Regions from separate parts of the Mus musculus genome. Here all the other regions are linked to region 5. Evidence: chromatin contacts called from public HiChIP or PLAC-seq and Micro-C data. All regions are on one chromosome and are shown on one strand. The core of a region is the stretch at or near the end of the contact, and the rest is flanking DNA. Distances in the headings are between cores, read along the strand shown.

The links. A called contact is a pair of places that touch in the nucleus more often than the background predicts. HiChIP or PLAC-seq counts read pairs in DNA pulled down with a chosen protein or histone mark.
Region 1: a contact with region 5 is called in an H3K4me3 HiChIP or PLAC-seq map of embryonic stem cells, with 11 read pairs. The contact joins the enhancer-like site here to the promoter of Pip4k2b in region 5. A contact is called at or near these places in 2 of 39 promoter capture datasets (embryonic stem cells and pre-B cells), 1 of 484 Hi-C or Micro-C datasets (embryonic stem cells) and 4 of 115 datasets of contacts at active chromatin or transcription factors (embryonic stem cells, extraembryonic endoderm stem cells and pancreatic cancer cells).
Region 2: a Micro-C map of embryonic stem cells shows a contact between it and region 5, with 4 times the contacts expected there. The contact joins the promoter of Fbxl20 here to the promoter of Pip4k2b in region 5. A contact is called at or near these places in 3 of 39 promoter capture datasets (erythroid cells, hippocampal neurons and pre-B cells), 4 of 484 Hi-C or Micro-C datasets (CD4 T cells and embryonic stem cells) and 2 of 115 datasets of contacts at active chromatin or transcription factors (embryonic midbrain and microglia).
Region 3: a contact with region 5 is called in a Micro-C map of embryonic stem cells, with 4 times the contacts expected there. The contact joins the promoter of Socs7 here to the promoter of Pip4k2b in region 5. A contact is called at or near these places in 6 of 39 promoter capture datasets (the 3T3-L1 cell line, hematopoietic stem and progenitor cells, liver and 1 more), 1 of 484 Hi-C or Micro-C datasets (embryonic stem cells), 4 of 115 datasets of contacts at active chromatin or transcription factors (the SCID.adh cell line, extraembryonic endoderm stem cells, large pre-B cells and 1 more) and 2 of 9 other capture datasets (adipose tissue and embryonic stem cells).
Region 4: a FOXA1 HiChIP or PLAC-seq map of pancreatic cancer cells shows a contact between it and region 5. The contact joins the promoter of Med1 here to the promoter of Pip4k2b in region 5. A contact is called at or near these places in 4 of 39 promoter capture datasets (cranial neural crest, liver, neural stem cells and 1 more), 2 of 484 Hi-C or Micro-C datasets (CD8 T cells and cortical neurons), 5 of 115 datasets of contacts at active chromatin or transcription factors (astrocytes, embryonic limb bud, extraembryonic endoderm stem cells and 2 more) and 2 of 9 other capture datasets (adipose tissue and liver).
Region 6: a contact with region 5 is called in a Micro-C map of embryonic stem cells, with 5 times the contacts expected there. The contact joins the promoter of Npepps here to the promoter of Pip4k2b in region 5. A contact is called at or near these places in 1 of 39 promoter capture datasets (liver), 1 of 484 Hi-C or Micro-C datasets (embryonic stem cells), 2 of 115 datasets of contacts at active chromatin or transcription factors (embryonic stem cells and pancreatic cancer cells) and 1 of 9 other capture datasets (adipose tissue).
Region 7: an H3K27ac HiChIP or PLAC-seq map of trophoblast stem cells shows a contact between it and region 5, with 11 read pairs. The contact joins the enhancer-like site here to the promoter of Pip4k2b in region 5. A contact is called at or near these places in 2 of 39 promoter capture datasets (hippocampal neurons and pre-B cells), 4 of 115 datasets of contacts at active chromatin or transcription factors (embryonic stem cells, extraembryonic endoderm stem cells, pancreatic cancer cells and 1 more) and 1 of 9 other capture datasets (liver).

What each region holds. Positions count from the first base shown.
Region 1 is chr11:97,410,351-97,414,068 of GRCm38.p6, forward strand. It overlaps a transcript of Arhgap23 not described here. Among named protein-coding and RNA genes, the nearest start is that of Arhgap23, 38 kb to the right of the region's middle. Within about 2 kb of position 2,346, at least 60 of the 459 cell types and tissues checked have an H3K27ac peak or open chromatin away from gene starts, as enhancers often do. A contact at or near this core is called in embryonic stem cells, where this site is marked.
Region 2 is chr11:98,147,146-98,151,070 of GRCm38.p6, forward strand. It overlaps Fbxl20 (F-box and leucine-rich repeat protein 20), which reads right to left and starts at 2,471. Exons shown (of 15, transcript NM_028149.1): 1 at 2,171-2,471. The coding sequence starts at 2,212.
Region 3 is chr11:97,360,586-97,364,636 of GRCm38.p6, forward strand. Socs7 (suppressor of cytokine signaling 7) reads left to right here and starts at 1,707. Exons shown (of 10, transcript NM_138657.4): 1 at 1,707-2,838. The coding sequence starts at 1,850.
Region 4 is chr11:98,191,116-98,195,028 of GRCm38.p6, forward strand. Med1 (mediator complex subunit 1) reads right to left here and starts at 2,178. Exons shown (of 17, transcript NM_001080118.1): 1 at 1,944-2,178. The coding sequence starts at 1,968. Gm38963 (a long non-coding RNA gene) reads right to left here. Exons shown (of 4, transcript XR_880193.2): 4 at 2,821-2,922.
Region 5 is chr11:97,743,043-97,746,979 of GRCm38.p6, forward strand. It overlaps Pip4k2b (phosphatidylinositol-5-phosphate 4-kinase, type II, beta), which reads right to left and starts at 1,662. Exons shown (of 10, transcript NM_054051.1): 1 at 1,404-1,662. The coding sequence starts at 1,562. It overlaps Cwc25 (CWC25 spliceosome-associated protein), which reads right to left. Exons shown (of 10, transcript NM_026186.4): 10 at 2,428-3,937. It overlaps Mir8102 (microRNA 8102), which reads left to right and starts at 1,855; the gene lies at 1,855-1,993.
Region 6 is chr11:97,278,902-97,282,507 of GRCm38.p6, forward strand. It overlaps Npepps (aminopeptidase puromycin sensitive), which reads right to left and starts at 1,675. Exons shown (of 23, transcript NM_008942.3): 1 at 1,300-1,675. The coding sequence starts at 1,557. Gm11592 (a long non-coding RNA gene) reads left to right here and starts at 1,793. Exons shown (of 3, transcript XR_001780313.2): 1 at 1,793-2,240.
Region 7 is chr11:97,433,818-97,437,644 of GRCm38.p6, forward strand. It overlaps a transcript of Arhgap23 not described here. Among named protein-coding and RNA genes, the nearest start is that of Arhgap23, 14 kb to the right of the region's middle. Within about 2 kb of position 1,459, at least 374 of the 459 cell types and tissues checked have an H3K27ac peak or open chromatin away from gene starts, as enhancers often do. A contact at or near this core is called in embryonic stem cells, extraembryonic endoderm stem cells, liver and 3 more, where this site is marked.

The sequences.
Region 1 (3,718 bases), core at 1,096-3,595, 330 kb before region 5:
CAACATTGTTTTAAAGGTATGTTTATTACATGCATATGGGTGTTTTGTCTGCACGCATGTCTGTGCACTCACCGCATATGTATGTGCCTGGTCCCTGTGGGGATCAGAAAAGTACGTCAGATCCCCTCGAACTGTACTTGTAGATGTGTGCAAGCTGCCATGTGGGTGCTTGGAACTGAACTTGGGTCCTCTATAAGAGCTGCTGATACATCTCGCCAGCCACCCTTAAAGTACATGTCCTAAAGATTGCTTTATTTACTTATTGAGACAGGGTCTCACTATGTAGCCCTGACTGTTCTGGAGCTCCATCTGTGGATCAGACTGGCCTCAGACTCATGGAGACTCAGCTGCCTCTGCCTCTTAAGTGCTGAGATTTAAGGCATGAACCACTACACCAGGCTACTTATTTTTATTTTAGGTGGATGAATGTTTTCCTGAATATATGTATGTGCCCCAAATTTGTATCTGAATCCCACAGAGGCCAGAAAAGGGGAGATGACTTTTAACTGCCAAGCCATCACTCCAGCCCCTCCCCCTCAAATTCTTTTTCCTTTTCCTTTCTTTTTCTTTTTCTTTTTCTTTCTTTCTTTATTTTTTTGAGGCAGGGTTTCATTATATAGCCCAGGCTATGCTCATACTTGCTGCCTAGAGTACGATGACTTCTGACTTGTGATCCTCCTGCCTCAGCTTCCCGAGTGCTGAGATCACAGGCCTGGGCCACCGTGGCTGACTCAGGATTCCTGTCCCATGCCTTCTCAGGGGCCTGCTGTCATCTGAGCTATCTCATCTTCCCACTCAAACAGCTGCCTGCCATGCCATGCCCAGGTGCCCTTGGATTGTCAAGTTGCCTGCCCTGCTCCCTGCCCCACCCCACTACCTCTCTTGCTCAGCTTCACCCTCTCCCTGAAGCCCTGCCTGTCTGCACAGTTTGACTTCCATTGGCTCCCAGTTAACTTACTAAGAATTCTCTCTGACCCACGTGATGCCACTTTCCTGTGTTTCTCTTCTGTCTGTCCCTAAAGGCTGGTGTTCCTGCAGGTACTGTCCTGCATATGGTCCCCTCATCCCCTTTCCCTCTAGGGGACTCTTGGGCTGCTTCCCCCGTCTCACTAGACTTCCTCAGTCAAGACTCTAACTCAAGCCAGTCTTCCAGAGAGGGACCACACCCAGGGTTTAAGCAGCCAGTAAATATTCCACCAAGTGTGGATTAAGTATGTAGACTCTGGAGCCCAGATGCCTGGGTTCAAATCCTGTGTGGGTTTGCATAAGATGCTTACTTAACGCATGCCCATAATCTTGATAGTATACTTGAAAAGCTGAAACAAGCGGATCATGAGTTCAAGGCTAACTTAATGAGCTCCAGGCTAGACCAAGCTTATAGGTTGAGGACCTGTCTAAAAACTAAAAAGCAGTCGGGCAGTGGTGGCGCATGCCTTTAATCCCAGCACTTGGGAGGCAGAGGCAGGCAGATTTCTGAGTTCGAGGCCAGCCTGGTCTACAAAGTGAGTTCTAGGACGGCCAGGGCTATGCAGAGAAACCCTGTCTTGAGAAACAAAACAAACAAACAAACAAACACCAAAACAAACAAAAAAGAAAGACTTATAGACTAACTTGTTTCACCCCAGGTCCAAGCCCCCCCTACCACCTAACTGTAATCCAAGTGTTACAATGCCTGGAGTTCCTCCATCTCCACACATGCATCAGTTCCTGTCCCCCTCTGCCCTTAGCTCCAGAGTTCCAAGGTACAGTGCCCCCCTGGCACAGGGTCCTTTCCTCCCAGAACAAAGGGTTGCCTCTATAAGGAGAGCTGATTTGAGCTGAGGCTGTGGGGGCAGGGAGGAGGGTGGTGGCCCCTTGGGGTGCCCCTGGCTCACTTTTTCCAGAGCCTGATGCCCTCAGACCCCTACAGGAGGCGGTAAGAGGAAGTGAGCTCACGCTGACCGGCAGGCCAATTCCTCCCTCCACAATGCACAGCAAGAACCTCCTCCACCCCTCCCACTTCCCAGAAAGGGTTCTCTCCACCCTGCTGCCCCTCCCACCTCTTCCTGCACCTTGACCTGCACCCCCCTCCAGCCATTCCTATCCATCTCCTCTAGCCTTCTTCCCCTGGTACACTCCCCCCTAACCCCACCTATCCCAGCCCCTGGCTCCTGTCTGCATATTCTTCAGTCCGCCCAGAGAGCCATTTTCTCGCTCTATGTTCTGTGGGGTCTGGGAAAAGGACACTCCCACTGAGTGGGTGATGATTCTCCTGGGAATCCCCTTTATCCTCATCTTTCTAAACCCCTCCACCAGCCCAGTCACCACCACTGTTGACTCAGTCCCATCCCAGGGGGCAAGAGACCTGCAAGGGTGTGGCAGGTGGCATTGGGGATACTACAGGGCTCAGGCCCTGCTCCTTCCCTTCACTAGCTTGGTCATCCTTTACCATGATTCTATGGTGAGACCCTCTCCCGCCCCCCAGAGCAACCAAGGAAGGCTGGAGAAACCGGAGGGCTGTCTGCAGGAGCCGCCCACCCCCCAGCTCTGTGGGGTTCCGAGGAGGCTGAACTGACCTGGAGGAGGGGAATGGAGAGAGAGACAGGCTGGGGAGAAGGTTCCCCACGGACAGAGGCTGGCGGGCTGGGAGGGCTCCTCCTGTGGTGTGTGTGGTCAGGAAGCGTGGAGGGATGAGGAAGGAAACAGGAGGATGTGAGAGACTGGGCTGGGCGCAGGCACTTAGGTTTTGGCCTGGCCTGGGCAGAAACTTGAGGTAGCCCCTGTGTTATGTTCTCTCTGGTACACAGTGAGGACAGGAACTGAGGACGGTAGGAAAGGAGGTTAGGGGTGGGGGTCGGTGTGTAGCAGAATAAGGGGCGGAGAGCAACAAATATCAGAGACTTTGGGACTTGGTGACCTAGTAGGTGAAGGGGGAAGGAGACAGAAGACTCTAGAACAACTTCAAGGCTTAGACTACCAGACCATTTGTGTAGGATGTTCCCAGGAGAGTGAACAGGCCAGGCCTCAACAGGCCAGCACTCACAGGTCCTGAGTGACTGCTTTGGTTAACACTTAGGAAGGCCTTGCCTACCATGCAGAGTCTTTACGATTTTGTTCAATGGAGAAGGAAACTACGGTTCAACCAGCTTAAATACATTTGTGATTTTTGTTTGTTTTGTGGGTGGTATATGTGTATACTGTGTTCCTGGTTTTTTTTGGGTTTTGGTTTTTTTTGTTTTGTTTTGTTTTTGTTTTTTGTTTTGTGTGTGTGTGTGTGTATGTGTTTGTGTGTGTTTGTGTGTGTGTGTGTCTCTGTGTGTGTGTATATGTGTTTGTGTATGTGTTTGTGTGTGTGTGTATGTGTTTGTGTTTGTGTGTGTTTGTGTGTCTGTGTGTGTGTATGTGTTTGTGTGTGTGTGTTTGTGTGTCTGGTGTGTGTGTGTGTGTCTGTGTGTGTGTGTCTGTCTCTGTGTGTGTGTATGTGTTTGTGTGTGTGTGTGTTTGTGTGTCTGTGTGTGTGTGTGTGTAGACTGAGGATGACATTGAATATCTTCCTCAGTTACACCCGACCTTCTTTGCTGAGACAGGGTCTCCCACTGAGCCCAGAACCCTGGAGATCCTCCTGCCTCTGCTCCCTCAGCACCTGGATTACAGATGTGAGCTGCTGTTGCCCCTCTGCACCTGGTTCCATGGGCACTAGGGATCCAAATTCATGACCCCACAGGTGCGTGGCAAGCAC
Region 2 (3,925 bases), core at 1,221-3,720, 400 kb after region 5:
AGAGAGAGAGAACGCTATAATGCATCAAGCATGCAAAGATTTAAGTCCCTCATCTTAAGGTGGGGCAAGAGTCTTTCACTTGTATTAGTCATGATCACGATTTGAAATTAGCTATTATTTTTGTACTCATTTCCAGATCTCACAAAAAAGTCTCATTCTGTGATAAGCTACTTAGAAATAATCAGCCCCCTGTAAAGGATTCTCTTAGTTCTGAGGATTTTTCTTTTGTTTTTATTTTCAAACAGAATTTCTCTATGCATCCCGACTGTCCTGGAACTCTCCATGTACATTAAACTGGACTGGAATAGGCAGAGATCTGCCTGCCTCTGACTCTTGAGTGCTGCGCTTAAAGGTGTGCAAAAGAGAGCCTGGCAGGTTTGAGTATTTAGAAATTCATGAAGCAAGCAGGACAGTGTGGCACATGCTTTTAATCCCAGCACTCCAGAGGCAGAAGCAGGCAGCTCACTGAGTTTGAGGCCACCCTGGTTTACAGAGCAAAGTTCCACAACAGCCAGGGCTAACACAAAGAAACCCTATCTCAAAACAAAACAACAAAAAAACCCTAAAAACTAAAAATAAAAGCTGAAACAAACCCAAGCAGCAGAGGACAGCGGCTCACATCTAGGACGCTAACTAGCACCTGGGAGGTGGAGGAAACCACCTCAAACTCACTATGGCTTTAACGCACAAATGAGGATCTGTCAGGCTTTCCTCAGTCCTCACCCCAAATGGGAAATTCTCCACTCGGAATAGCAAGTCGGTCAAGAACTATCGAAGTTTTGGACTCTTCCTTTTGAACTCTTTTGGGTAACCCTAAACTGTCAGGTGTCCAGGTAGTAATTTCAATGGTAAAGACTTTCACAGTAGTACTGAACTTGAAACCACCATAAATTATTCTCTTTGGCGGCTCCACTTTAGAGCAATACAACATTTTACATAGGCAGTTTTTATTATTATGCCTCTCCCCCAACCCACCATTAAGTTACAAATGAAAACTCTAATGTAACCAATGAAGTTCTCCACTCCTCACTGCGACTTGGCATACTAAGTCTGAATTTACAGTCTCTCCACAGCTCTCCCTCCTACCTTAACTTTATAACTATAAATACTTTTTCAAGAAATACTAAGACTATACAGAAGTTTCGCCCCTAGGTGAGACTTTCACCCGAAGCCCACAAACTTTTTGTCTCAAATTTATCTTTTAAAGGGAGCTGAAGGGAAACACTGGGTGTTAAAAATACAACAAGAGAGAGGAGACAGGAAGCCAGCAAGTGAGATGAACACTGAGCCTGGGCCCAGCACAGGTCAGTCAGCCTGAGCCTCTGCCAGAAAAGGCCAGGTAACATTTTCTCTTGTGTAAGTTTCTTTGTCTCTCGGCCTACCAATGAAACCTCCAGCACATCTCCAAACTACTGTATTTCATTTCACCAGTACTTAGGATACTTCCCAAAGGAATCCCTTTCTCAGTCGTGAACTCGCTTTTAAAGATCTTTCTGACTATGTACGGTTCCATTCCAAGACTACAAACCTCCTTTTCAGAGGACAAACTTAAGACAAAACAAAAAAACAAAACAAAACAAACCAGGAATGGGTTCTCCGAAGGCTCTCAGACCTTCCTCGCATTCTCGGAACAGATATCTAAGTTCCCAATAAACAATGAACCACAAAAGTATTAGACTACACGGGGAAGAGGAAGTATTAGAATATCCAAACAGCACGAAAACCCCACAGTCGCCTCTATCGTCCCAGTTTACTACCACCCCCAACTTCCTACTTCCACCGAGGACTAATCGATTCCCGCTCGGGTGGAGATTCACGAAGGCAGCAGGCGCTGGCCAGTCGGGGACTGAGTGCTTTCACTGCGTGGTGGAAGGAGGCTAGCCAAGGGCTGGGCAGAGAATGGGAAGCTGGGTGTTATGGGGGAGGGGGGATTTAGGGCGCCAGGGCTAATCCCGGCCAGGGCCCGCGGGTGGAAGGGGCAGCAGGCGAACCTCCCGGAAGGCGAGGCAAGCCGGTGCGCGGGGCTTGCGGGTCGCAAGCAGGGGAGGACGCCGGCGGCCGCATCGGGGGCGGGTGGCGGGCCGCACAAGGGAGGAGGCTCCGGTCGAGCTACTGTTTGGGGTGCGAGAGCTGGCCTTCGCCGCCGCCCGAGACCCCTCCGAGCTCACACCTCAAACCTGCTCTTGGTCACTCCGTTCACGTCCCTCCTCATGGGGCCGGCGGGTGCGGCCCGGGCAGGGCGCTGCGGCGTGCGGAGTGCAAAGATAGGGGCCAGGGCAGGCCCCGGAGTTCCGGGAGCGGGAGGCGGCGGCGGCAGCAAGGCGAGGCTCGCCCGGCCGACGCGGAGGAGCGACCGCTCGAGTCCCGCGGGGGCCTCCACCACCGCCCGCGGCGTCCGCGGCCGCGACGACTGCCAGTCGCTAGCTCGGTCCTCTCCAAAGCCTCAACTTCAACCCAAAACAAAAACACTCCCCACCTGCCAGCAACGCCGCTCCTCATTGGGCAGAGCCGCCCGGGCCTCGGAACGTCGGGGGAGGGGAGGAGCGCTCGGCGGCGGCGGCGCGAGCCCACCCCTCCCCCACCCGGCGCAGCCCCGGACGGTGAGCCCGCGAGCGCCTGGAACGTGGGGTGACCGGGCGCCAGCCCACCAGGACAAGGAGAAGCAGGGAAGTGCCCAAGTGCGCGCCTGCTTCGGTGCGCGCGCGGGCGTGGGGGGGGGGGGCACGGTGTGTGTGCTGTGGGGCGGGTGCGAGTGCGCGCGTGCCCGCGGACCGGCGAGAAGAGCAGAACAGGGACAGGAACATCACCGGATCCCCTCCAGCACTGCGAGGGCTCACTGGCACGTAGCGACCCACGCGGAACCTGAGCTTTCAGCCTAGGGTCCCCAGCTCTGATCTGATCACTTCCCCGGCGGCCTGAGCTGGCACCCACGTCTTTCTGACCACCCAGCTCCCGTCCTCTATCACTCACTGTCGCCTTGAACCCAAAGTGCAGCAGGCGGTCCCTGCTCGGAGCCATTTTCCTCCTCTTTCTAGACGTCTCTAGGTTGGGGCAGTGCCGCCGCCGCTGCCGCCGTAGGTGCTGCCGCCGCCTCCCCCACCCCGGTGAATTGCATTACGGGGTGCTGCAGGGAGGCCTGGGGGGCCCCTGCGGGGCGGATGGCTCTCAGTGCCAGGCTCCAGAAGGCAGGAGCTGGTTGCGCTAAGAGGAGGACGTAGCGCCAGCTCTGCACAGGAGCTGGCAGCGAGGCTACACCTCGGGATCAGGGGGTGCAATGCCCCAGCCCAGTACCCATTCCTTGGGCCGGGGGAGGGGCTGGCGTCAATCGGGTGGGGGCGGGCAAGGCACAAGGGCCATTGGCGTCCCCGCCCCTCCGGCCGCTGGCGCCCAATGGGCTGCAGCGGCTGCTCACCCTCCAATCGGAGAGCTGGTTCGTGAGAGCCACGGCGTGACGCCATTTCGGCGGGAGAAACAAGCATGTAGGAGCGAGTAGGCGGGGGCGGTTGCCCATAGGAAACTCTTCCATTGGATTTCGCTCCTAGTATAAAAGGTAGTCTGTCATCTTTTTGTTAACTCCAGCCTTCAAGACTTCCAAAATCTATGACCTATTTTCCACGAATTATGAAACAACCGAGAGTGAAATTGCTCCGTCAGAGACATTACAAAATGTACCAAACCTGAAATATTAAAAACTACCATAAATCCCAGCCGTCCTAATTAGACCTTAATACTGCTTCCAATTTTATGCTCAAAGCAATTACGAGTTTGTCGTCAGACCTTTTCTACTTAGTTTTAGAACTTGAAAAAGATGAACTTTTAAGAGCAAAAGTGTTACAGTATACCCACATACATGAAATAAGCAAATGTGTACAAAAAGAGAGAAAGGCTGGTCCTCTTTAAAAACTAAAAGAGCAAAATGTTGTGA
Region 3 (4,051 bases), core at 457-2,956, 380 kb before region 5:
GTAATGGGTCTGATGCTGTCTTTTGGTGTGCAGAGAAATATATGTAAATACATCTTTACAATCACAGGCTGTGAGCAAATTTCTATTTCAGAATGACCCCACTGGGCTGGGAAGATGGCTCTGTAATGTGCCTGTTCCTCATTGATTCTGGAGTTCATCAATTTGGCTAGATTGACTGGTGAGGGAGCTCCCGGGATCCACCCCACATCAAGTGCGAAGATCACAGACACATGCTGCTCTGCCTGGCTTTTATACTGTGCTGGGGATCCAAACTTAAGTCCTGATACTTGTGAGAGTCCCTGTCTGAAAAACAAAAGGGGTATAGGGAGCTGGGTGGTGATGGCACATTCCTTCATTCCCAGCACAGACATGATTCTGAATTCAAGGCCAGCCTGGTCTACAGAATGAGTTCCAGGACAGCCAGGGCCACACAGAGAAACCCTGTCTAGAAAGAAAGAAAGAAAGAAAGGAAGGAAGGAAGGAAGGAAGGAAGGAAGAAAGAAAGAAAGAAAGAAAGAAAGAAAGAAAGAAAGAAAGAGAGATGGAGGGGCCTAGAGAGCTAGCTCAGCAGATAACGGCTTGTTCTGCTCTTGCAGAGGGTCAGAACTCAGCTCTCAACACCCATGTCCAGGGACTTGGGGCAGCTAATAATTAGGTCTAGGGGATCTGATGCCCTTTCTCGGATTCTGCACACACATGTGCATACACATACATTTTTTTTAAGTGATGGAGATTATGACAGCGATTCTGATTTACATCTCCTGTACATCTATCTGTAGGTGTTACATTAGCAATGGCACAAAAACGTTGAAGGAACTCTTCCCCGTCACTGAAACCAATTCCGACTCAGCAAAGTTGCCCCCATGATTGATGATTTGATCAGGTTTTGCTTTTTCACTGTTCTCTTTCATCAACAGAGGAAAATATTAGTAAAAATTCTTGTTACAATTGCAGTCCTTGGTCACTTGTCATCATTTTGGGAAGGGCTGGGAATGAGGTCTGGTGATGGAACTGTTGCTTAGCACGTGCCACGTCTTGGATTCTATCCTCAACATGACATACACTATGACAACAATCAGTGGAAGGATGTATTTGGCCATCAGTCGTACAGAATTGGCTATTGTATATCTTCATTTCTTGGAATTGTGTATATCCATTCTTCATTTCAAATTCATGATGAGATTATGCTAACTATATACACACTCTTGTCTTCTCAAAGATCCAGTTGTTTTGGCACGGAAGAGCACACTGCAGGCTCTACAACCCATTTTCATGTAGTCATTCCACAGTTCATCGGATGCTAGGAAAGAGGATGCAGATGTAATGAAATGACTTGGCCAAGGTCACACACTCCAGGCAGCATGGACAGGACAAGACCCCCAGACAGTGCCAAGGTCCACGACCCTCTCCCAGGTCCAGACCCGGGTCCCGAGGCCTGCACTGCTCTACACAGGACGGTGGACAGGGCCCGGGCGCCCAGGAAGTGAAAAAGCAGGGGTCGGTGCCGGAGACCACGGAGGCCCCAGATGCAGCAGACGGCCAATAGCTACCAGGGCCAAGAGAAACGTCAGGCAGAGTGGAGTCCGACGCTTGCGCACCCTGGGGAAAGGGGGCGGGCCCTGGACAGGAAGTGACGTCTAGGGGCGGTCCTCGGCGGCAGCGCGCGGCCTGGGCTCGCGCTGGGCTCCGCGCGCCCCCCCCCCCCCGCCCCCTCTATGAGGCAGAGGCCGCGGCGGCCGTTAGCGCTGTCGCTCCGGGGGCCGCGGCGGGCGGGGCTCCGGCGGGGCCCGGCCTAGTCCCCACCCAGCCCGGCTCCTAGCCGCCCGCCCTCCCTCCCTTCGCCACCCCGATGCAGGGGGCCGAGCTCCGGGACGGCGAGGCGGCGGCGGCGGCCGCTTCGTACCGGGTCCTGAGCCGCCTCCTCGGCTATGGAGAGGCCGCCCCCGAGCCAGGCCCGCCGCCGCCGCCGCCGCCCCCGGGCCACAGCCATGGCCCGTCGCCGCCACCACCCTTCCTCGCGCGGCCCGGCTCGCGGGGCGCCCGGCCGCCTCAGCTGATGGTGTTCCGCAACGTGGGGCGGCCGCCGGAGGAGGAGGACGCGGAGGCGGCCCGGGAGCCGGGACCCTCGGAACTGCTGTGTCCCCGGCACCGCTGCGCGCTGGATCCCAAGGCCCTCCCGCCGGGCTTGGCGCTCGAGCGGACCTGGGGTCCCGTGGCTGGACTAGAGGCGCAGCTGGCGGCCCTGGGGCTCGGACAGCCGGCGGGGCCGGGGATCAAGACTGCCGGCGGAGGCTGCTGTCCGTGCCCGTGTCCCCCGCAGCCGCCGCCGCCGCAACCCCCGCCGCCTGCTGCCGCCCCGCAGGCCGGGGAGGACCCGACGGAGACGAGCGACGCGCTGCTGGTCCTGGAGGGCTTGGAATCGGAGGCCGAGAGCCTGGAGACTAACAGCTGCTCGGAAGAGGAGCTCAGCAGCCCCGGCCGTGGAGGAGGAGGAGTGGGTGGCCGGCTGCTTCTGCAGCCTCCGGGTCCCGAACTACCCCCGGTGCCCTTTCCGCTGCAGGACTTGGTCCCTCCAGGGCGCTTGAGCCGAGGGGAGCAGCAGCAGCAGCAACCTCCCCCACCGCCGCCGCCTCCCGGGCCCCTCCGGCCTCTCGCAGGCCCTTCTCGGAAGGGCTCCTTCAAAATCCGCCTCAGTCGCCTGTTTCGCACGAAGAGCTGTAACGGCGGCTCGGGCGGCGGGGATGGGACCGGCAAGAGGCCTTCGGGAGATCTGGCAGCTTCAGCTGCGAGCCTGACCGACATGGGAGGCTCAGCGGTCCGGGAGCTGGATACGGGGAGGTGAGATTGGCTTGGGGGTTGGGGGTGGGCAAGCGACAAAGTTCCATTTCTTGTTTCGTTTCCCTCGTTTTCCCCTACTGCCAACACGATACTGTTAGAGCTGAGCTGTGGACTTCAGGAGGAGGCAGACACTTGGGATTAAAGGTGGTGACATCTCGCATTAGGTCAGAGCTAATTGTGGAAACAGCTTTCAACTCTCGGAGAGTTCACACTCTGTGACACTTCTCAGTGGGTTAGCGTCTCTTGCTGGGGATGATCTGAAGCCCGGCCTCACCTTCCATCCCTGTTCCGGCCCCACTTTTTAAGCACCCCTCCCATGTCTGTTATTACTACCATTGCTGAAGGTTGCTGGAAATGTGTGGCCTTGGGGCCGAAAAGCTGGTGTCAATCACCTGCCTGTTATTATCTTGATCGTCTTGCTTGTTCTCTCAGTGCACCAGCCTTCACTCTCTTCGCAAGTACAAGCATGCAAATAGCCCGAGGAGTCTGGCCAGCAATTAGCTGGGCAGCTCCCTTAATATTCTGGTTGTTCCTGGATATTTGCTGTCTAAAGCCTGTGTGCTGACCACTTTCTGAATGGCGTTGTGCTGACTCTCTCACTTTCACACGGAGGTGAGAGGTCTAGGTGAGGTATACACAGTGACTTCTAGTCCAATTAATGGCAATTCCAAACTTAAATGGTGAGTTGTTCCCCTGAATTTCTAAGAAGTGGCTAGACTTTTACTGTCGGGACATAGTTCTGTAGTGTCAGTTTGGAAAGCTGTCAGCTTTTGCAGCCATGAATGAGTCTTACCTTGTGGTATAACATTGTGAGTTGTAGTTCTGAATCTGTTTTAAACTTGAATTGGTGGCTTTTGTTTTGTTTTGTTAGACAAGGTTTTTATTATGTTGATCAGGCTTGCTTTTAATTCACTGTGTAGCAGACTGGTCTGGATCTCTTGCTCTTTCTTCCTACCTCCTCCCAAGGACCAGGCCTGCTGCCACTGTGCCTGATTGGAATTGGTCTTGGTATGGTTTCTGTGATGTAGTCTTGAAACATACAGACAGTGACAGACCAAGGGCAAAGAGCAGATAAATTGATAACTTTGTTGAGCACTAGAATCTTGGAGGGTAGGGGGATGTTGAAAGATAAGTATATCTGGGCCCAATTTAAATTTTTTTTTTAAAGCTTCCTAGTTTATCCTTGTTCACAAACCACCCATTCTTGGACATG
Region 4 (3,913 bases), core at 928-3,427, 450 kb after region 5:
ATATGGTAGATGCCCTACCTCCTAGTAAAGAAATGTAAGTGGTGACCTCCTCATACTCCTACCTCTACCTATGAAGTGCTAGGATTATAAACATGGGTCACCTCCCAGGCTTGCCCAGACTATGCTCTAAGGCATCCTCTTGTCTCCTTTCATCAGCCTCCTATGGGTGTGTGCCGCTATGAGGTACGGCTGAGACAGAGCTTCCCTGGCTGTCTTGTCTCTTTGTAGGTCTGGCTGGCTTCAAACTCAGGGATCCACCTGCCTCTTTCTACTAAGTGCTAGGACTAAGGCAGGAACCATCACCAGTTGGCTCTTTGCGTGTTAGTTTTTAAGACAGGGTTTCTCACTGGACCCTTGGGCTCACAACACCTTGAAGGATATACTTGGAGCACAATTTAAGGAAGACGTTATTATAATTAGGGGTTTTAGGGCTGGAGAGATGGCTCAGAGGTTAAGAGCACTAACTGCTCTTCTGAAGGTCCTGAGTTCAATTCCCAGCAACCACATGGTGGCTCACAACCATCCATAATGAGATCTGACACCCTCTTCTGGAGTGTCTGAAGACAACTACAGTGTACTTACATATATAATAAATAAAATCTTTAAAAAAAAAATAATTAGGGGTTTTTTTTGTTTTGTTTTGTTTTGGTTTTTGGAGACAGGGTTTCTCTGCGTAGCCCTGGCTGTCCTGGAACTCACGCTGTAGACCAGGCTGGCCTCGAACTCAGAAACCGCCTGCCTCTGCCTCCCAGGTGCTGGGATTAAAGCTGTGGGCCACCACACCTGGCTCCCTTTTTCCTTTTCTTTTGGTGCTGGGAATTGAACCCATGGACAAGAAGACATTACTCTAACCACTGCTCTACATTCCCAGCCTCTAAATTATCTTTAAATTAACATACAAAGCAATGCATATCATTTTGGCATTCTTATACATATAGGCCATTATACTTGGTCCAAGTCCTCTCCCTCTGAGAGCCACACTGCCCCAACCTCCAAACAGCCAAACCTCTCACTTCATTTCATATTCCACTAACCTTTCTATCCTGCAGACCTCCTTTGTTCCCACATGGTCCCATGTTTTCACAACCAACACACACCAACACATACCTACGTCGAGATTCCTCATAAGAGAAAATGTGCTATTTATCTTAATATGGCTTATTTTGAGTATCGTCCACTTTGCTACAAATGTCGAGACTTCATTTTTGGATAAGCCAGTCCAGGTCGTGGGAGGGAGTATCTGAACCAAGAATCAAACTCTTAGCTGGCCGAGAGGTGTGTAAGCCCGCACTTGGGAGGCTGAGGCAGGGGGACCTTGTCTCAAGAAACAAAGAAGATTCTATCCCTTCCCTTTTCTTCCCTCAACTGGGAAACTGGTTTGGGGATTGTTCCTGCCAGTTTATAGTTCTGAACACCTCTCCCCCAAGCTTTAAAGCCACCGGTCGTGCACAACTGAAAGCAGTTCGTAAAGACACAGCACAGTATTTGAACACTATGACCTTCCAAGTAATAAACGGCCCGCTTTTACTATGATGAAGATCGAACCAAGCAAGTCACTCCGGCTAAAACACCCTCCATTACTTTGACATTACATTGTTCTAGTGTCATCTTCAGCGATCTCTCCTGGAACAAAGCATCAACAAGTTTCAGTTTCCCTCTCCTTGGGTCCCACCGGGCTAAGCTCAAAGTACCCTGAGGCTCAACTTCCTCGTCCCTCGTCCCGCAGAAAACCTTTCACGAGTGGAGGAGACGGGGGAGCAGCGCCCCGGAGGAGGCGCTCCAGCATCTGTAGGGCTCGGTCGGGATCTAAGATGCACATTCCACCAGGATCCGGTCCCACGCACGGTGGCCCTGGAGGGGCGTGGGTCCCCACCTCCTCTCTCGGATTGGCTCGCCGCAGCGGTGTACCGCCCCTCCTTCCCCGCCACCCCCCAGTCACTCACCCTCGGTTTCCCCCTGAGCCTTCATCCTGACAGCGGGGAGGTCTTGGGTCCGCCACGAGCCGGGGAGCCTTTCCCCGCCACTCAGAGGGGAACCAAGTTAGCCTGGGCTCCGGGGAAGCGGCGCACCAGCGGCCCCGACTCTTCCGGGGAAGGCTCAGTCTGAAGTCCCCGGCGGCAAGAAGAGAAGGGTGCTCGCGGCCGCCGCCATCTTCCCCAACGGAACTTCCCAAAGATCGCGAGATTAATCGTGTTCCTGTGAGACGGAGGAAGAAGGAACCGCACCAAAGTCTCGCGGAGGTTGGCTGATTTCGTCCTCCCCGCAGGATCTCTAGCAGGCCCGGCTCCGATTGGCTCAGAATTCACACCTTGGCGTCTAAGGGTGTGTGCCCAGAGTTGACATCTCTCTGAAAGTTTATGTTTGCATCCCGACAGTTACACAATTTGTAAATTAAAAGCGTTAGCTCTTCCGTCCCGCGGTGGTGGCGGCTCAAGCCTTTGATCCCAGCAGACAGGCGGAACTCTGAGTTCGAGGCCAGCCTGGTCTACAGTGTGAGTTCCAGGACAGCCATGGCTACACAGAGAAACCCTGTCTCAAACGAAACAAAATGTTTGCTCTTTGAGCACCTGGAAAAGTGGCACACTCCTATAATCCCAATGAGGAAGGGGATAGTGAAAACCGGTCCTTACAAAATAATCTCTACTGAAAGATTTCCAGTGAGTTTTAGTGTTTGGGTGTTTAGAGTTTGCCTGGTGGTGGCGCACACCTTTAATCCCAGCGCTCTGAAGGGAGAGGCAGGTAGATCTCTGAGTATGAGGGCAGCCTGGTCTACAAAGTTTCTGGACAGCCAAGGCTACAGAGAAACCTTGCCTGGACAAAAACAAAACAAAACAACAAAAAAGTAAGATTTGTAAGATGACAAGACTTGTAACTCACCAGCAACATACCTGATTAGCATGTCTGAAGTCCTGGGTTTAATTCCTAGAGAAAGTGGGAAGGTGAAATTTCCTGAAGAACCAGAAGCAGTTATGTTGTTTAAAAAAAAGAAAGAAGGGGCTGGAGAGATGGCTCAGTTAATTTAAGAGCACCGACTGCTCTTCAGGAGGTCCTGAGTTCAATTCCCAGCAACCACATGGTGGCTCACAACCATCTGTAATGAGATCTGACTCACTCTTCTGGAGTGTCTGAAGACAGGTACAGTATATATATATACACACACACACACACATACATATACACATATACACGCATACATACATATATATATAATAAATAAAAGAAAAAGAAAGGAACTAGGGAGGCAGAGGCAGGCAGATTTCTGAGTTGGAGGCCAGCCTGGTTTACAGAGTGAGTTCCAGGACAGCCAGGGCTACACAGAGAAACCCTGTCTCGAAAAACCAAAAAAAAAAAAAAAACCCAAAAAACAAAACAAACAAACAAACAAAAACAAAACAAAAAAAGAATGACTTCACACACACAAAGAAGATGATTTTTGGAAAACATTATCATCGTTTACCATGTTGAGCTTGGCTCTGTACAGAAATTAACAGTATATTGATCTAAATTGAGCTTAATTTGTTTCCCATTTGTACAGAGGTAATGCACAATTTATAGTAAATAAATAAGGACTTAACCTATATCAAGCACAGAAACTGTTAAAGTAATATCTAAAATTCTTAAAAAGAGGACCGCAGTACTTTAGGCTTTTGTTGCTGTTTGTCTTATTGGTTTTGAGACAGGGCTCCTGTAGCTCTGGCTGCTCGGGGCCTGGATGCATGGTCAGACTGGCCTGACTTCACAAAGATCCACCGGCTTCCTCATCCTGCTTATGTTCAGCACCACAGCACCTACACTCCAGTACTGGTGCTTTTTACACACCCTGGAAGCAAGTCTAACCTATTTCATTCAGTTTTATACATTTTATAAGACTACATAGGATTTTAGGTTAGAGAACTTTTTTTTTTCTGATTCT
Region 5 (3,937 bases), core at 412-2,911:
CAATTTGCTGACCCAGTTTCCCTGGGAATGTCAGATGACCCCCGAAGCAAGAGGAGCAAGCTCTGCTCACTGTTGATGTCCAGCTCCTTTAGAGGTCCGGGCATCCCACTTCCCGGCCAGGACACTCATTAAGCCCAGGGATTCCATGGAAAAGGGGAATGTGCCCAAGACTAAGAGGCCTGAGAGGACCTCACAAACACATGCGCTCTTCTCTAAGACGTGGAGATCTACGCTGGTGTAGGTGGCTGTCCCTCAATCTCTAGCCAAAGGACCCTCTAGGTCTTCTACCAAAGCAAGAGAAAATGAAGTCTCCCTGACCCTGGGTCCCTGGGTCATTGTTTGGTCTTGTAGACAATTTCAAGTGTTCAGAAAAGTCATGGAGCCTAAAGAATGAAATCCGAAGGAGACCCGACCCGTTATCCTCCCCCCACCCACCCCCATTCTAAACTTGTGGCTGGTGGAGTCAGCACCTCAGGTCTTTTCACTTCCTCTGTTTGCTCTCAGTGTAGGGACTCACAAAGAAACGGTGAGAAGGCAGAGAGCAAGCCACCGAAAGAGAGCAGATCCCAAACAAACAGCACATAAACAGAGCCAACCAGCTAACGTCGGCCACATCCAACTTCTTGGCAGAGGCTGCTGCACCATCCCAAAGCACCCAGGACCCAAAGGACCACTCATCTGAGACAGTAATCACCATTATCACACCCTGGAAAACCATACGAGAAGTCAATGGCTTTGAAACATCACAGAAGAACGAGGAAGATACATTATTTCCATAACCAAGTCTACACTCCCTCGGGCCTTGTGCTCGCACTTATCCTTCATCCATGGGAACACAAGTCAAGTGTCTGTGGTTTGGAGAAGTCTCTGCTTCTCCAGTTGATACGTCTTCATGAAGAAGAAGAAGAAAAAAAGGAAACCCAGAGAGGATGTCCACAGTCAGGGGTAAGGAGGCCTAGAAGATGGGAAACTTTGAGCAGCCATACCACCCAAAGGACCACAAACAGGAACATTCAGGCAAGCCAGTCCCACTTGCCCTGTCAACTGAGCAATGATGTGGTAGCCAGCTATAAGAGACAAGCGGAATAGCCATGCAACAAACACGCTGAGGGTAGAAGCAGCGTCGTTGCAGCACCCAGGCCTTCCCTCGGAAGCTCCGGGGTTGCACGGAGCCAGCATACGGACACAAGAAGCCAGAGGGGCTGGAGCGAAGGGGAAACGACGACGGCATAGCACGGGGACACCAGGCCTCGCGTGGCGAACGGGGAGTGCACGCCCGGCCGGACAGCGTGCACGGGTGGGCGGGCATGCAAGTGGCTCGGCGGAAGGGTTGCAGGCGTCACCCGCGGGGCGAGCGTGGCGAGGCCGGAGGGAGTGGGGGCGCGCACGGGGAAGCTGGTTACCGTGTGGTTCACCCCCCACATCAGGACGCTGAGAATCGGCTCGCTGGCCCGGAATAGCTTCACTTTCTGGCACACGAAATGCTTCTTCTTGGTCTTGGTTTTGCTGGCGCTGAGCGGCGCCACCGCCACCGCCGTGGTGCTGGTGCAGTTGGACGACATGCCCGGGGCGGCGGCGGCGGCGAAAGGGGGGGCGGCGGAGACAGCGCACCAGCGAGCGGCCCCAGGCCTCCCCCGAACCGATCCCCACCCCCGCTGCCTCACCGAGCCATGGTCGCGCCCGTCCCGTTACCTCCCCACCCCGCCCCGGTGGTTCCGTCCGCCCCACGCCCCGCCCTCGCTGCGCCGGCCCGCCCCGCCCCGCCCCGCCCCGGGGAGCAGGCCAGCCTGATCCTCACCCCGCCCCCGGGCGGCACCGCCCACTGGATCCCGGCTCTCCCCTCCCCGTCGGAATGGTACCGCCCGTCCCCGGGCGCTTGCAGCTGCCCCGCCCACTCCTCCTCTCCCGGCCTGAAGGGAACCCAGCCGGCTTCACGCGGGGGAACGAGGAAGACTGGGGATGGACAGCCTCGAGGCACTCGGCAAGAAGGGCTCCCTACTCGGACACCCTCAAGGCCGGGCTTTGACTTTGCCTCCACATGAAGTACTAAAATGGCGGCAGCGCCGCCGCTTCGGGAGGGGAAGAGGGGCCGGCATGAGAAGAAGCTGGAACATACCATCTCCACCCCGGGGGACAGAGGAGTAACGCGGCAAAGGGGAAAGGAAGTCCTGCCTAGAAAACCAGGGACCGCCCCCTCGCTCCACCCAAGCGTGGATCTTCCCACTCCCCTGGGCCGACGGCTCGCTCCACCCGCAAGGTACGCCCCCTTTCCCGGGGGCCAATCAGAGGAGCAGGCCGGGAATCCTAGGTTTTATGAATGGGCCGCGCGCCCACCCACCTGCCGCCTAGCCTCCTCTATCCCGATGGTCAAGTTTAGACACCACTAGCATCTGTAGACGCGTATTGTAATAATCCTTTCATTCTTGCTCCAAGAAATCTCGAATAAACTGCCCATGGTTTATTATGTAATTCCACTTGGTCGAAGGGTCTCTGTATCCGACACAAATCACAGGTCAACACTTGGGATATCAAGACTCAGTACCAGGCACGTGGTAGATCGCTCTACACAGTTACAAAAATAAATGTAGCCTTTATTACCAAGTAATAAAATAAAAGCCATAATTAACTATAACATAGGGCAGAAGGATGAGATGATTAAATGAATAATGTTATATTGTCTGGGGAGAAACTGAGTTTTAAGAATTACAGTGCCAGCCGGTCGTGGTGGCGCATGCCTTTAATCCCAGCACTTGGGAGGCAGAGGCAGGCAGATTTCTGAGTTCAAGGCCAGCCTGGTCTACAGAGTGAGTTCCAGGACAGCCAGGGCTATCTATACTGAGAAACCCTGTCTCAAAAAGTAACAACAACAATAATTACAGTGACTGGAATTTTAGTGCTTAAATCCAAACATATTTTAGGAGAAATTAGGAACTGGTAGAACAACGAAATGGCTTAATATATGAATTAAGAGCACCTCTGAGGGCCAGATGGTCTGTAATCACAGCTCCAGAGACTAAAACAGGAGATCTACAGTTTAAGGTCAGCTACCGCTAGGGTGAATCTGTCGTCTGTTTAAAAAGCACCTAGAAGTTCCCTGGTCAAACAAATGAGGGCTTCTGGTGAAAGAATAGAGAAAGGAATGGCAGTAAAGACATGGGTGTGGCCCCTTGAGTCTTGTCTTAGATTTTTAGTTATTACAGGATAAAGGCAGCTGGAGGATGGGGATGGCCTAACCGCAGCCAGCACTCAGGAGGCTGAGGCAGGAGAGCCACCATCAGGCTGCCCTGGACCAGCAAGGGCCCTGTATCACAGACAAACCACAAAGCAGCAGTGGCAGGAGCAGCAACTGTGTGTGGTCAGAGGAGCTAAAGTGCAGGGTCACCGTCAGCTCCCCGGTCCAATCAAAGCTAGCCTGAGCTACAAGAGACCCTGCCTCAACAAACAAACAAATAAAAATTAGCCAGAAAGCAAAAAGCTTCCCAAGTATTTTCTTTCAGGAGTCATCGGACAACATGGGTCCTGATTCCTGCCCCACTGGGTGCCCACTGTAGGATGCCGAGGAACAGAGGAGGATATGTATGTCCCTTGGCAGGTGTGTCCTTCCTGAAGCCAGTACATACCTATAAATGTAGCCTAACACATTTGTAGAGGACAAAGTCATGTCCAAATGACAAAGAAGGTCAGTATCCCTCTGTTACCAGTAACTACTGTGTTACTTTTCTGACAAGGTCATCCAACAAAATGTTCTCCCAAGGCTAACTTTTTTAAAGCAAATATAGAACTATACATTTGTATATACACATCACACCATTACAGCGTAAAGCCCGGGTGGGTAGCAGTTCACTTAGGGCTTTTGGTTCTGTTTTCTCTTCCAGCTTCTTCAATTCTTGGCTCTTCCTGATGCTTGGCTATCCTGTCACATAATCTACTAAATAAA
Region 6 (3,606 bases), core at 425-2,924, 460 kb before region 5:
AAACTCATCCCAAGTGTAGGCCCTTTCTCCAAAGGTCACAAGGCACTCTGCTGTGGACAGTGATGCTGCCAGCATCTAAGGCTGGCAAAGCCAATGTTCCAAATCTAAAAGCATACTTTTAAGTTCTGTACTTTTACACAGATTTTCAAACTCGAGTATCATACTTTCTCGGCTTTCAAATCACTCAAATTCTAGTCTACGTTTCTCTCATTTCATTGCAACACACACCCTCCCTCATCTTTTTGGTTGAGGCCTACTGGCCTGGCTTCCTCCACCACTCGTGTTCCCCAACCCCTAGCTGGGGTAGGAAAAGAAACGGAACCAATTCTATTTCCACCACTCCTGTCACAGATAGCTATCAAACAGCTCCCAATTTTCATTTCCGATCTCACGTAACACATCATACCCATGGTTATTTATCGTAACCGTTTGAGACCTCTGTGAGCCATCTATATGGATGGTCTCCGAAATCAAACAATACTGCCAGATAATGCTTCGGGGAGGAGGGAGGAGCGTATGATTCACCAAAAAAACTGCAAAGAAGAGTAATGGAATATTTTCACCAGTGGCAGGCTAAGACTGAGAGCTTTCTTTCAGAAGAGGGGACTGCTAAGCAACCGCCACTGAAGCAATAAATCCACCAGCTTCACAGGTTGCGAGAGCAAGGCGGATAGGAGAAGAGGAGCTAGGGTCCTCCGCGGCTTCTCTGGAGGTTAGGGGAGAACAAAGTCACTGCTGCACTGTCATTTGAGGGGAAGGGGGAGGGGGCGGATCATCCTGGAAACCCGGCCCCTGGGCAGGATCAGGCCGGGAGAACTCGGTGAGGCTGCCTGGGATTAACATTCTCGCTCCACTCCCCCCTGCCCCCAACCTTCTAGACTCGCCCCTCCTCGCTCTCAAGTGCCTGATGACCGCCCCTTCCAACCTATCCCCGGCGGAGTAAAGGGACGACCAGGAAAGAACGCAGTCCGCAGGGGTGCCACCGAGCAGGCAGTCCTAGCCCCTTCTAGTTCCCCAGCCCCCACCCAGCCTCTCCCGGAGCTCGGGGCCCGGAAGGCGGGGACCAGGGGCGCTGCACACAGGTGTGCTGGCCCCCCGAGGGGCGCACCGCCCGCAGACTCCCGCAGCGCGGTCCCCGCCCGGCCGGCCGGCTCGAGGGGCGCGCCGCACCCGCCTCCCGCTCGGTCCCGCGGCCCACGCGCCCAACCCGCCCCGGCCTCCAACCCAGCCCGCGGGCGCGGCCTAACTGCTCGCCCGCCCGCCCGCTGCTCGCCCCCCGGCGCCCGAGGGTCGCAGTACCTGGGCGGCGGCCTCCAGCTTGCCCTCGAAGGTGAAGTCCAGCAAATCGGGCTTGAGGCAGAGGCTGTAGTTGATGGGCGACACCTCGGCGGGCAGCCGCTCGAAGGGCCGCTTCTCCGGCATCGCGGCGAGGCCCAGGCTGTGGAGGCGGCGGCGGCGGCGAGAGGAGCGGCTGAGGAGGAGAAGGAGGGGAGGAGGCGGAGGGCCGAGGAGGAGCAGGCGGCGAGCGAGGGAGGGGACGGCGGCTGCCAGCCACATTCACCGGGCGCGGGCGACCGCCTGCCGAGAGCCGCCGGGGAGGCTGGGGCGGGGGACAGACCCAGCGGGTGCCTGGGCCGGGCGGGCGGGCGGGCGGCGGTGCGGGCGGGCTGCCTACGGGGAAGGGGGCGGAGGGGAGGGCAGGGGAGGAGGGCGGGGAGGGAGGCGGCGGCGGCTGCGTGCGCGACCCCGCGGGGCGGGCGCGACCCCGCTGAGGGCGCGCGCCGAGGGCGGGGCGGGGCGGCGAGGCCGCGGTCGGCGAACGGGGAAGGCGAGAGGAGGCGCTTGGCGCTGCACCTGTCGTCGGCCGGTGGCAGGAAAGAGCCACGAAGGGCATGGAGGAGCTCTGTGGAAAATGGAAGCCTACGCAGCGGTCAAGTCAGCGCGGGGGGGTAGGGGACGCGTGGAAAGAGCCATTCCACCTCAGCGGTGTGAGCCCGACCTGAGGCTTTTTTTTTTCCCTAGGAAATAGCCAGTTGAAGGGATGATCTGAAAACAGTTTTCCGAGGAAACACTTAGTTATTCAAGGTCGCTCCAACCAGTGAAATCTAGACCTTTTAGGAGAGTGGTTTCAAAGACTAGAAATACAGGATCCCACGATTTCATATTTAAAACAAGATGCTTCATTGCTGGGCACGGAGGCTGAGGCAGGACGATCATCATGGGCCAGCCTGGACTACAGAGTGAGTTCCAGAATGGTCTGGGCACACAGTAAGATTTTGATTAAGAAAACACAGATGATAATAATGATCAACTGTCTGTTTCCGGATTTTTCCCTTCCTGTGGTGCTAGGCTTTGAACTCAAAGCCTCTACACAGGCTGGGCAAGCGCCATGCCACTGAGCCACACCCCCACGCCCCTTGTTTTTGTTTCTGCTTTTTTAACTGAAAAGACCCTTTACCAGTTGTGACTTCTGTAAAAGTATCCTAACTGTGGCTCCCTCCATTCTGTAGTTATCTCTAAGACCTATGTTTAAATCAAGGCAAAAATATTCCTAAAAGCGTATTTCTTTTATAGAAACTTGTAAGGTAGAGTCAAAACTAAACAAGCACTGTCCTACAGACATGACACTGTGAGCCACTAGATAGAATTAAAACAACAGAAGTTATTGCACCTCATCTCCCTAGCCCAATATATTCAGATTATAATTTCATCATGTAATGCATTTTAAAGATGCTAATGAGGTGCCTGGCAGTGGTGGTACTGGCTTCTGGAGGCAGAGGCAGGCAGATCTCTCTGAGTTTGAGGCCAGCCTTCACTACAGAGTGAGTTCTAGGACAGCCAGGGCAACACATGGCTAATGCCTACTGTATTGGGCAGCACAGTTGTGGATCCTCAACCTGCCCTGCTTTCCTCCAAAAATCCTACGTGCTTTTTAGAAACACAGATGCAATTCTTAAAGAGACGGGCCTTTAATATGTCTGGAATACTTGCTAACACTTTACACGTTCATTTTATCTCTCAGACGCTCTGTGAGGTGGACCCCCAACCTGTTTTATATATGCAAAAACAGGCACATAGAAAGATCATGACTTGCTCTAGACCTGTGTACAGCTAATAATTGGTGGAGCTGGAATTGAGACCCAGTTGTTTCTGGTTTTCTCCTTGAGAACATTATAAACAGCTTCCTTCATAATTCTGCCAGTTTGGTTTATTCTAATCCAACTGTGTATGATCTCCTCAAAATGTTTGCATTTAAAAAAAAAAAAAAAAACAAAAGGCTTCCTCCTGTCAAAGCAAAATTGATTTATAACCATCTAAGGCTGCCTATGAGCTGTTTACCCTTTAACATCAATTCTACAGTCTAACTCGATTACTGTCTAGCCCTCACAGATTGCTAATTTGCTCAGGAATGAGTGTTTCAGTGGCCTGCTCATCCGTTTTTGTGAAATGTGCGCCCCTCCCTTCCCTCACCTTGCCAGGAAGAGTTCCATTGCAGAACTCCACCCTGCTCTAGCCCTTTCCGATTAGCTCCGGAACTCTGCCGATTCATGTGGACTTGGTCTTATGTTTTGCAATTGAATATTAGGTTTGTAGATCTTTGTAGGA
Region 7 (3,827 bases), core at 209-2,708, 310 kb before region 5:
CATATAGTAATTCTACATTGATATTTTGTTTTGTTTTGTTTGTTTGTTTTCGAGACAGGGTTTCTCTGCATAGCCCCGACTGTCCTGGAACTCACTCTGTAGACCAGGCGGCTTTGAACTCAGAAATTCGCCTGCCTCTGCCTCCCAAGTGCTGGGATTAAAGGCGTGTGCCACCACTGCCTGGCTGATTTTTTTATTAATTATTTTATTCATTTACATTTTAAATGATATCCCCCTTCCCGGTTACCCCTTCACAAAGTCCCCATCCCCCCCCATGAATTTTTGATGCATTTATTTATGTATGAGTACTGTATTTGCATGACAGAAGAAGACATCAGACCGAAGAGGGCATCAGATCCCATTTCGGATGGTTGTGAGCCACCATGTGGTTGCTGGGAATTCAACTCAGGACCTCTGTATAAGCAGCTAGTGTCCTAACCTAGGCCTTGTTATTTTGATACAGGGCCTCTCATTTTTCTAGAGCCCAACAAGTAGGCTAGGGTTGTCTGGTCAGTGAACCACAGCGAACCATTTGTTTTGCCTCCCCAGCACTGGGACAACACCGAGATTACATACACACTGCCACACCTGGACGTTTTTGGGGGGGGGCGGGGGGGGTTTGAGACAGGGTTTCTCTGTGTAGCCCTGGCTGTCCTGGAACTCAGAAATCCGCCTGCCTCTGCCTCCCGAGTGCTGGGATTAAAGGCCTGTGCCACCACGCCCGGCTTTTTTTTTTTTTAACTTTTATTTATTTATTTTTATTAACTTGCTTGGGCTTGAACTTGAGTCCTTATTCTCCCAAGGCCCTTTACTGACTGAACTATTATTCCATCCCAGCAGTTTCTGAAAGCCTGCTCTGGACAAAGGCACTCTAGGGCAAATCCACTTCTGAAAAGCAGTAGCCTTCATCCTTAGGAGCTGTCTGTCCAAAGGGAGAGGCTGCAGTTTCTTTCTCCTGTCACTAGGGACAGATAGATGCAGGCCAGGTATTCCAGAGACCCCAGCCTGCCATGGGGCTACAAGCCCTTACTCACAGGGAGCTGCCAGAAGAGAGGACACCCAGAAGACCGAAGACAGCGCAGGGGTGTCTGGGTGGAGGGATTGTGGTGGGCCCTGACCCACACTGGCTGTGGTTGCCTTGGCAATGGCCTGGGTGTTTACTTTGTGGCTGACTCCGAGCTCCCTCTCTTCAGTAAGTGCTCATTTCCCACAGAGAGCAAAGACTCTGCCTTCAGCCCCGCCCCCTCGGCGTCAGCGACCTCCTGCTGGGCTCTCGCGTGCCAGCCTGGCATACTCCTCCTCTACTGCCACACTTGGGGTCTCATGTTGTCCATTCCCAGAGGGCCTAGAGGCCAGGTCTGTGGGCCTTCTTCCCCCTGTGAGGGAAGGGAGTGTGTCTCAGCCAATAAATGCCTCGGGTCAGCTGTGGGCGGAGCTACGGTGCCTCTGTAGGTCAGCAGTGGGAGGGGCCATGATGGCAAGTTCTGCATGTGCCTTGTCACTGTGTCTTGTGCAAGCCTAGCTGAGTAGCTACGTGGCTGGATATTAAACAGCTTGCATTTTCAAGCTCCTACTGTGTACCCTGGGTCGGTGCTGAGATTTTCATTTTTTGTTTTTGAAACGGTTATGCTATCCTCTAACTGTCCTGCTTCCTCAGTTGAAAGTACAGACAGGTACTATCACACCCTGCTAAGGCTTTCTTTTGTTGATTTAATCCTTCCAACATCCTTTGGGTGAAAGTTTGGACCCACCTTCATTTTGTGTGCTGACTCCTGTCTGCGATTGTTCCTTTCCCTCCTGGACAGATGGTGGTTGGGTGCCAGGCATGGAAAATACTCCCCTGCCCCCTACCTCAGCCTCCCTCTTCCTTGGCTATGACCCACTTTGAGAGGGGCAGGGATCACTGGTGTGTCACTGTGGTCTGAGAAGGAGAGCCCAGGTAGGGAAGACCTTTTGAGTCACCTGGTGCCAGCTGTCTGGAGCAGCCCAGGGTCCCCTGCTTCGCTGCCGATGTGATGCATGTCAGTGGAGGGGGTGGGAGCTTCAGCCTGCCTGGCCTGCTTGTCAACTTGGCCTGTTAGGGCATGTCAGAAGGGGCCTCTGCTCGATCGAAGCTGGGAACTGAGCTGTGAATGGGGCTAAAGGGTGGAGGAGGCCCAGGAGGCACTGCCCTGAAGGGAGGAGACTAGGCCAGGGGGCAGGCATTGTCTGTCACATGCTCCCATGGCTACCTTAGCCCTACCTCTGGATTTGTCACTGTGTGTGAGGTTGTGGGTGGCTACGGGTCTGTGTTTGATGGTGTGAGAGACCAGATGGATAATTCTCGGGGGTGGGGGTGGGGGCTCCTATTGGTCACCTGCGGTTCGGGGACCTAAGGTCTCGGAGGAGGTGCTGAGCAAGCAGAGGAAGGAAGAGCGGGCGGGCCTGACCTTGAGCCCTGTGACTCTGGCTTCCTGAGCTCAGGCTCAGCAGTGTATCTATCAGCTTCCCTCCTTCTGTCCCTGACCCTCGGGCTCTGGGCAGCTCTCCTCCCTGCCCCTGGTTCCTGGTGACTCTGCAGACTTCTTTTCCTCTGCTTTCAACCCTCGTCTCCTGGAGGGCTAGCCTGGGACAGCCCATTACCCATTACTGCTCTTCTTTGAAGTCCAGGCCCCTGACAGCATGTCAGGATTCCCCTTTGGGTGTGAGGACTGCCTGACCCGTGTCAATGAGAGCAGCTGGCTGGGCCAGAGTCTGGAGCTGGGGGACGCTGGAGGCACTCCTGACACAAGGGCCCTGCTGGCAGGGACTGTGCGTGCCTTAGATTTCCAAGGGGTCTCACCCTGGCCCATGGCACCACTCCACATGTGGTAGTTGAATGGATAACCCAGAAGGTAATGTCGAGGGATCTAGGGGGAGGGGGGTCAGGCCCTGGGATGCAGTCCTGGTATCACAGGGGTGAAGCCTTCTCTTTCTCCATCCTTGTCTTTAAGGGGGTTGAGGTAGGAGGGTGGAGGTAGACGTGGCGGTGCATGCTTTTCTTTCCAGCACCCAGGGGGCAGAGGCAGGTGGATCTCTGTGAATCCAAGGCTAGCCTAGTCTACAGAGTTAGTTCAAAGCCTCACCTCCTCAAAAAGGAGAACAGGGGATGGAGAGATGGCTCAGAGTACACAGTGTCTTGCAAGAAGACTTGAGTTTTATTCCCAGAACCCATGTGGGTGGCTTACAGTTGTCTATAACTTCAGCTCCATGGGAGCCGATGCCTTCTTCCGTCTTCCTGTGGGGTCTGTACTCCTGTGCATGTGAACTCACACACGTTAAAAATAATAAAAATAAATCCTTTTTAAAGGTGGGAGCCAGCTGGGCCGTGGTGGCGCACACCTTTAATCCCAGCATGTGGGAGGCAGAGGCAATCGGATTTCTGAGTTCAAGGCCAACCTGGTCTACAGAGTGAGTTCCAGGACAGCCAGGGCTACACAGAGAAACCCTGTCTCGAGAAACAAACAACAACAACAACAACAAAAGTGGGAGCCAGGTATGGTGGTACACATCTGTGACTCCAGACCTTTGAGAAGTGGAGGCAGGAGTTCAAAATCATCCTTAGCCACACAGAGAATTTAAGGCCAACCTTGAAACCATGTCTAAAACACATCCATCCATCCATCCATCCATCCATCCATACATACATACATACATACATACATATATACATACATGTGTGCATACCAACTAAGAACCTTCTCTGGTTGTAAATGCCTGTAAATCTCAACATTCAGGAGGCTAAGGCAGAGGAGTTACTGAGAGTTCAAGGCCAGCCTAGGCTGTAAACAGAGTTCAATGCCACCAGG